Regions from separate parts of the Mus musculus genome. Here region 2 is linked to region 1. Evidence: chromatin contacts called from public HiChIP or PLAC-seq data. All regions are on one chromosome and are shown on one strand. Each heading gives the region's core, a stretch centred on a gene start, on an enhancer-like site or on the middle of the called end of the contact. The rest is flanking DNA. Distances are from core to core; before and after follow the strand shown. Region 1 overlaps Vti1a (vesicle transport through interaction with t-SNAREs 1A). Region 2 overlaps Tcf7l2 (transcription factor 7 like 2, T cell specific, HMG box).

The links. HiChIP or PLAC-seq counts read pairs in DNA pulled down with a chosen protein or histone mark.
Region 2: a CTCF HiChIP or PLAC-seq map of the NIH/3T3 cell line shows a contact between it and region 1, with 5 read pairs. The contact joins two enhancer-like sites. A contact is called at or near these places in 2 of 15 datasets of contacts at CTCF or cohesin (the NIH/3T3 cell line and large pre-B cells), 1 of 484 Hi-C or Micro-C datasets (embryonic fibroblasts), 2 of 115 datasets of contacts at active chromatin or transcription factors (bone marrow-derived macrophages and large pre-B cells) and 1 of 9 other capture datasets (embryonic stem cells).

The regions. Positions count from the first base shown.
Region 1 is chr19:55,325,600-55,329,316 of GRCm38.p6, reverse strand. Vti1a (vesicle transport through interaction with t-SNAREs 1A) reads right to left here. Exons shown (of 8, transcript NM_016862.4): 3 at 861-971. Among named protein-coding and RNA genes, the nearest start is that of Vti1a, 11 kb to the right of the region's middle. Within about 2 kb of position 1,591, at least 20 of the 459 cell types and tissues checked have an H3K27ac peak or open chromatin away from gene starts, as enhancers often do. A contact at or near this core is called in the NIH/3T3 cell line, where this site is marked.
Region 2 is chr19:55,793,460-55,797,176 of GRCm38.p6, reverse strand. The region is part of intron 4 of Tcf7l2 (transcription factor 7 like 2, T cell specific, HMG box); the gene reads right to left. Among named protein-coding and RNA genes, the nearest start is that of Gm31734, 52 kb to the right of the region's middle. Within about 2 kb of position 1,591, at least 46 of the 459 cell types and tissues checked have an H3K27ac peak or open chromatin away from gene starts, as enhancers often do. A contact at or near this core is called in the NIH/3T3 cell line, where this site is marked.

The sequences.
Region 1 (3,717 bases), core at 342-2,841:
TTTTCAAGACCAAGTTTCTCTGTGTAGCCATGGCAGAACTCACTCTATAGACCAGGCTGGCCTGGAACTCAGAGATCCACCTGCCTCGCCTTTCCTAGTGCTGGGATTAAATGTGTGCTCTACCACCACCTGGCTCAGAAGTAGGATTTGCTCAGCTGTCTTTTCCACTGTCATTATTAGTCATTCTAACATGATGCTTTTATAGTTCTTTTAGTAAATTTTCTGTAAAGTGGATAGCATCTCTCACTGAACCTGCTGTTCAGCATTGGCTAGGATGGCTGGCCAGCTGTAAGGATCTTCCCTCTCCATTCCCTGATCCCCCTCCACTCGCTCACACTCACACACACACACACACACACACACACTCACACTCACACACACACACACACACACTCACACACACTCACACACACACACACTCACTCACACACACACAGATTGCCAGGACGAGAGACATGCACAACCTTGCCCAGTTGTTTGCATGACTGTGGGAATTCCAAAGTTCGGTCTTCATGCTTGTATGGCATCTGACCTACTGAGACATCCTCTCAGGCCCAGGAACTATAAAGGACTGGAAAACTAGGTTTTGAAATTCTAACCAATGCTAAGTACTAGCAAGTACCATGTAGAAAAAGGACTGAGTGACTTGGTACTAGCAAGAGCCGTGTCCCCCAAACCCCATCATTGCTACCTCCAACTGCTGAGACCTCCAAGTCCTACAAAGATCTGCTGCTCATCTTCTGCAGGAGCCCAAGACTGCTCATTTAATGCTGACCAAGGCACGGGGAGGAAACAGCAAAGAAATGAAGCAAAAGCACGCTAAACACTCTAGGGATGAGAGAGGGCAGAACTGAACTCACAAAATCCGTTTCCAGTTTCCCCATTTCTTGCTTGTAGCTTCTCATCCTGTTGCTATACATTCCTCGACTTTGGGGTGGAATTTCTCGAACTTCCAAATCCATCTGTTCAAGCTAAAGTGGAAAGAGAAAAATGTGAACCCCATTAGCATTCTTTATTTGCCCAAATGTATAGCTAAAAGGACTGGATTCTAACTCCTCAGTGCACAGCTGAGGAAGCAGAGCCACAGTGCCAGCTGCTCCCTACCAGTGACATTGGGACATTGAGACTGCTTTAATGCTCACTCCCTGCCAGTGACATTGGGACTGCTTTAATGCTCACTTCCTGGCTGGCTTGGGAAGCAGCGAGAGAACGACAGGGCTGCCAAGCTGTGTGCTTCAGCAAGAGTTTGTTTTGGGAAACATGTGCATTATTCAAACCCCTTCATTCATTTGTTCTTAGTATCCTGGAAGCAACCCAGTGTTCAGTCCAACCTGATCCAGTTTTCTGACCATGAGTCCAGAATGACAGGAGACTGTTTCCTGTGACTTGGACATGTGAGGGAATCTCTCTGAGAAAGTCTTTCCTAGTTAGGAAAATCACACACAAACAACATGTGAGCAGCCTAACCCTTACACACTCAACCACACTCACTGATGAGGAGATAAATGGATACAGCAATATGCTAGCCACACCCTGCTCACCGAAATCACGATAGGGCATGCTTTAGCCATCTGTCATCCTGTAACGCTTTGGATATAGCACATGAGCGTTTAAGATGCCAACAGAGACATGCAATGATGATTCAGAGCCCAGGCTCTGTGGGGAGGCTCTGTTCACATTATAGGCACCACAACTCACCAGCCATGGGGCTTGAACAGAGGTCTTAATGATATTCTGCCTTGTTTTTCTCACCTCTAAGAATAAACTGTTTCAACCAATGAAAATGACCTGAGTGATCCCTAATGTACTTAGAACATACATCCCTAGATTAACAGTAACTCAGGGTTACAACGAAATAGAGCAAGCTCTCTAGGAGGTAGTAGAGAGCTAATCTGTTTTCGGTTTTTTTTTTTTAAGATTTATTTATATTATGGATATGACTGCTCTATCTGCATGTACACCTGCATGCCAGAAGAGGGAAGGCATCAGACCTCATTATAGATGGTTGTGAGCCACTATTTGGTTGCTAGGAATTGAACTCAGGACCTCTGGAAGAACAACCAATGCTCTTAACCCCTGAGCCATCTCTCCAGCCTGAGAGCTAATGTATACATAAAAGAAGGAAAGCCAGGAACAAGAACAAATTGGCCCAGACTAACTATGCCATTAACTTCCAAGGAAAAACACAGCAATGCATTTGCTTCTGAGAGCATTCCAACACATTAGTTCATGACCAATACAAGCTTATCATGAGACTGAATAACTACAGTAGAATACAGATGGTCAAAAAAAAAAAAAAACAGTTGTAGTTAAGATAGGTACTCATGAGAAAATAAGATACTTTTAATTAGCCCTTTTCAAAGAGTGATCATGTAACTGATGCAGCTCGTCACTTGCCAAGCATTTAAAAGTACTTCTCTGCTGTCAGCACTGTCTCCTGCTTCTGTGTCTCCGTTCTTAAGTGAGCATACAAACAGGGTTGTAATGTGGCGCACTCGTGCACACTTTGTTCTTGCCTGTCCGAGCCCTGTCTCCCTCCTGCTGGCCGACTCCCCCATTACTCTGTCTCCTCTCATGTCCCATGTGCTCAATTACCCCTCTTTCTTTCCCATGCCCTTAGGAACACAACACTGTTCATAGTCACCTCCCTCGTCTGTTGCATCCCCCTCTCCCCACACGCCTTTTCTCTCAAATCTAGGCGCTACGAGGAAAAGAAACCAAGAAATCTTTGTGTTTCTGGGTCTGGCCTATTTCCACTTAGCATAACGGTTCCCAGTTCCATCCACTTCCCTGCAAATGTCATGATTCCGTCTTTCTATCCATCTGTAAGTGGGTAGGCATTAGGCTGCTTCCATGGCTTAGCCTCTGTGCACAGTGTAGCAGTAAACATGGATGTGTAAGTATCCCTGTGGCAGCACATAAGTCCGGGGGCCTATGCAGCGGTGGCGTCTCTGCGCCATCCGGCGTGTCTACCTTTAGTGGTTTAAGAACCCCCACAGTGACTCCCACATGCCTCTGCAAGTTTCCGCCCATGACAGCAGAGACAGGTTCTTTCTCCTTAGAACCTTGACAGTATTGGCTACCTTTTTGAGTTTGAGGGATTTGTTGTTGTTGTTTTATTTCTTATATTGTTTCCAGGCTGGGCTTGAACTTGTACCTGAGGAGAGGATGGTGTTTGAATCTTCGATCCTCCTGACCCTTCTTGAGATTACATCTTTTGCCACTGCCCTGCCCTGCTGTCCTCTGACGTCAGCCACACTGACCAGGTGAAATGGAGCCCGCAGTTGTTTCGGTTTGCATTTCCCTGATGGGGAAGGATCTGGAGCGCTTCTTACTAGCCTGTCTTTTGACTAGATTTATTTTTCTTGTGTCCAATTTTTGCAGTGTTTTGTATTTCCTACATAGTAGCCTCTCCCAACCCATCTGAAGTACAGCTCAAAGATTTCCTCCCGTCCTGTCAGTGGTCTCATCACTCTAGGACTTATTTCTTTGCCATGTGACTAACTTCATGTAATCTTCTCTGTCAGTCTTTGGAATTATATTCTGTGATGTTAGAGTCCTTTTAGGAAAGGTCTTGCTCTGCCTGTATCTTAAAGTGTTTTTCAGGGTTGGAGAGACAACTCAGGGGTGGGGATACTTGCTGCCTTGCAAAGGACCTGAGTTTGATTGCTAGAATCTCTGTCAGGTGACTCGAAGCCTCCTGTAAGTCCAGCTTCA
Region 2 (3,717 bases), core at 342-2,841, 470 kb before region 1:
AGCCAAAGAAACATTCATAACGTAATTATCGGTGAAGGACCCTCTTAGGGAGGCACCCTAGACCTGAGACCCATGCTATACCCAAGGGTGGGGTTTTACAGCTAGGGGGTCATAGAGTGTTGGGAGGGGAATATGCAGTAAGGAGTTTCACCACCTTCAGGCCCATCCAGAAACCGGTCATGCCTTATCTACCAAGCTGCTACTGACAGGCCAGGCTCCTCTAAGTCCATCCCTCTGGTGCACACACCTGTTCTCACATGCAGAGAGAACTGGTTTTTGCCTCCAAGTTTCAGCAAAACATGGGAACCAGAGAGAGAGAGACACCTAAGCACGCATGGGGCTTCCGCATGTTCTCCTTGCCACAGATTAGTCAGACAGTCATGCATGAGGTAAGCTGAAGACCAGGGTTACACAGGAGCAAAGTGCCTGGGTTCTCCCCTCGAGCACTTACTCGAACCCCCAAATTCACAAGGCAGATATTCCCTAGATAAATTCTTAAGTGCAGAAATGAACAGCTGAGCTAGGCGGGTGCTCATATGTAAATGACAGGGCTTCTGAAAGGCCTGGCTACAAGTTAATGGACCCTCTGCCAGCTCGACACCCAGCAAGCCCTTTCATCATAGAGAAGAGAAATTTCAGTTTGGGTCCTGACCAAATTACCTGTAATTCCAAGGTCCTTATATCTCCTTCCTACGGCACTTCTGCAATCACCTCTTGCCTTTCTTCCTTTCCCATGCCCTCACCTGCAAGTTCAGATCATCATCCAGGCAGCACCTACTGGATCCCGAGCCCCATCCTCCCAGACCAGTCCCTGCCCACCACAGGCCATCAACAAACATCAGCAAATGCAGAAAGCAGGCAATGCTTTTGGAGCCCACCTTCAGTCTGGCCCCCTTGTTTATGGTGGAGCAGTCAGCCATGGTGAAAATTCAAACAGCCAGGCCTACCCCACTCTCTAAAAGCAGCCATAGAAGAACTGGGGAACCCCATAAATGCCACTGATGCCTGGAGGCCTTTCTCCAAACAGTCTGACTTAATGGAACACGGTGCAACCTGGACAGCTGGGTGGCAAAGTATGGGGGCCACTAACGAAAGTCTCACAAGCAAGGTGCCATAACAGCAACTACAGAGTGTAGGAGAAATGCAGGCTTCTCCCAGGCCTAGGCCTGGGCCTCAGAGTTGAGGTAGCAGAGAGTTAGGCAGTGCGCAGACGTAAAGACATTCTCTTGGTTGACCGGCATCTTCTTGCTTGGAGCCCCAAGCATTTGTCAATGCCTGCCTTCTGCTCAGTCAGAAAGTTACTACTTATCTGCCAAATTCAGGTACCACAGAAACACCAATTCCCACTCTACCCCTCCAGGTCCTTAACCATCAAGTATTAGCCGAATCTCGGTTTCTTCAAGATAGGCAGCAACATCAGATTCAAAGCTACCTTCCACTCCTGACTAACTCGATAGCTTTGGTCGAGGTCTTAAACTTCTCTTAATTTCAGCTGCATCACTTATAAAATGAGTCTGTCCCGTCTCGCTCCCTGAAGTCTAAGACAATTATGAAAAGTGCTAGGAGGAGTCTCTTAGCTTAGTCACTTGGAGTGCTAATGACTCAGCTCTTAGCTATCCCGGTGAGTGCTTTACAACGTTCAGGCTCACCCAGAGAACATGCCTGATTCCTCCATCAGGAACCAGAGCATTGAATTGCTATAAAAAGCTCTCCAGGGCCTGCAGATAAGACTCAGTAGTTAAGATGGTTAGCTACTCTTGCAGAGGACCTCAGTTCAGTTCCCAGTATCCAAGTCAGATAGCTCACAACCGTTCCAGAGGATCTGATGCCCTCTTCCTGTCTCCATGGGCACACACACACACACACACACACACACACACACACACACACATAAATAAATAAAAGTAATAAAAAATAAAATATCCCCCAAGGCAGGCAAAATGAACCAGCAGGTAAACCAGATGATCTAAATTTGATCCCCAGAAACCAAACAGTGGAAGGAGAAAATTAACTCCAAGTTATCCATTAACCTCCACTTCCATGCCTAATTCGCTCACACATGCGTGCGTGTTCGCATGCAAACACACACACACACACACACATACTCGGGCACACAAGGAAAAACTCAAGTGATTCTGATGTTCTGAAAATTGAGGGAACCCTGATTCTAACTCATGGAAGGCCAGAGGTGTCCATAAGTTACAGCCACTGCCACAAAGAACTACAGAGACAATGAGCTTTCTCACATCTGTTCTTACAGGTAATGAAACTTGCCTGGCTGTCTTGGCCCAGCAAATGGCATCAAACAACAATCACAGAAGCAAGCTCCTATAGGACCTGATAGGGAATTCTCCAAACTCCTGTAGTAGGTACCAGCCAACTAGAAAGGAAAACTATGAAAATGGAGTCACTGTAGCCTGTGGATGTGGTCAGAGTCCATGGGTCATAGGACCAGCACCCCCACGTGAAAGGTAAATGGACTCATGCCTCATCTTTAACAGTCTCCTTAATTACCTAAAAGAAGAATAGCCCGTGCTCCAGAGCAGGCTGGGAAGTCCTTTCATCTCTCCCTCAAGGCTCTCCCCAGGGAGCCGCAACAGGTTTTCTTAAATGTATGAAAGGTTCGGTCCAGGAATGCTATCTTTAATTCACCATCCTCTAAGGAGCGTGAACCGAGAAGCAAAGCAAACTTGACAATGGCCCTTTACAGCTTTAAGCACAGACGAAAGTGAAGACCCTGCCAGCCAAGTCACGTGGGCACCTGGCTGGACTGGGAGGAGAGCAATACCTCCCCCAGGGGAGCCACTTTCAGGGAGCATTTCCTCTGTGCCCAGGGTGTGTCCCCAGAGTTTAAGAGAATCCCTCCCTGGAAATTGGCAGCTTGTATTTCCTAATGAGTTTCTACAAGGTCTGGTCTACTGGTGGCAGGAGATGCCTTTCCTACAATGGATATATGTACTGAATGCAGTTGGGTCTTCAGAGCCAAAATCATGGCTGACTTGTGCCAACCAAAGAGGTGGTAAGGATTTTCAGGGACCTTACAGAGAAAGCATAGGCTTCCCAAGGCCAGTTACAACATTCATTTGGAAAAGGGGGTGTCAGTTTGAAAACAGGAGACTCTGTGAACACACATGCAGATTCAGGGGGAGAAGCAACCAAAGAGAAGCCAGTGTCCAGAGTCAGCTCTCATCACTGTGGGCTGACATGTCCACACTCCTTGTCAGGATTCTGCAATTCACCAGGCCCATTGGTCAGCAAGCATCAGCCACATAAGAATAAACACTGTGATATCTGGCACCCCAAATTATGAGTCCCCAGAGGAGGAGGGAAAGGAAAGCAGTTACCCTGTCCCCAGGGCCACCAAGTGTGCTTTTAGGCTGGATGCGTTATAGAACAAAAGAACAACACATCCAACCTGTAGTTTCTCAGAAGGCGAGGATTACAAACAGACTGAGCTAAATGAATCAAGTGTCTGAATACATAGAATGATAGCAGCCCAGGTAGCATGGAGTTACACCAAAGACCATGAAGAGGTGTTCCCGGGAGGAGAAATACTAAGGAAATCAGGTGGGAATTCCGGCCCACGGTGATGACATCATATCCAAGACCCTGCAGGAGGAGGAGGACGTCATAGACAGACAGGGATGAGTCCAGGAGGGAGAGAGAGCAAAGGGTAGGGATGGAGATAGGTATCTAAGGACACTTGGGGCACATCTG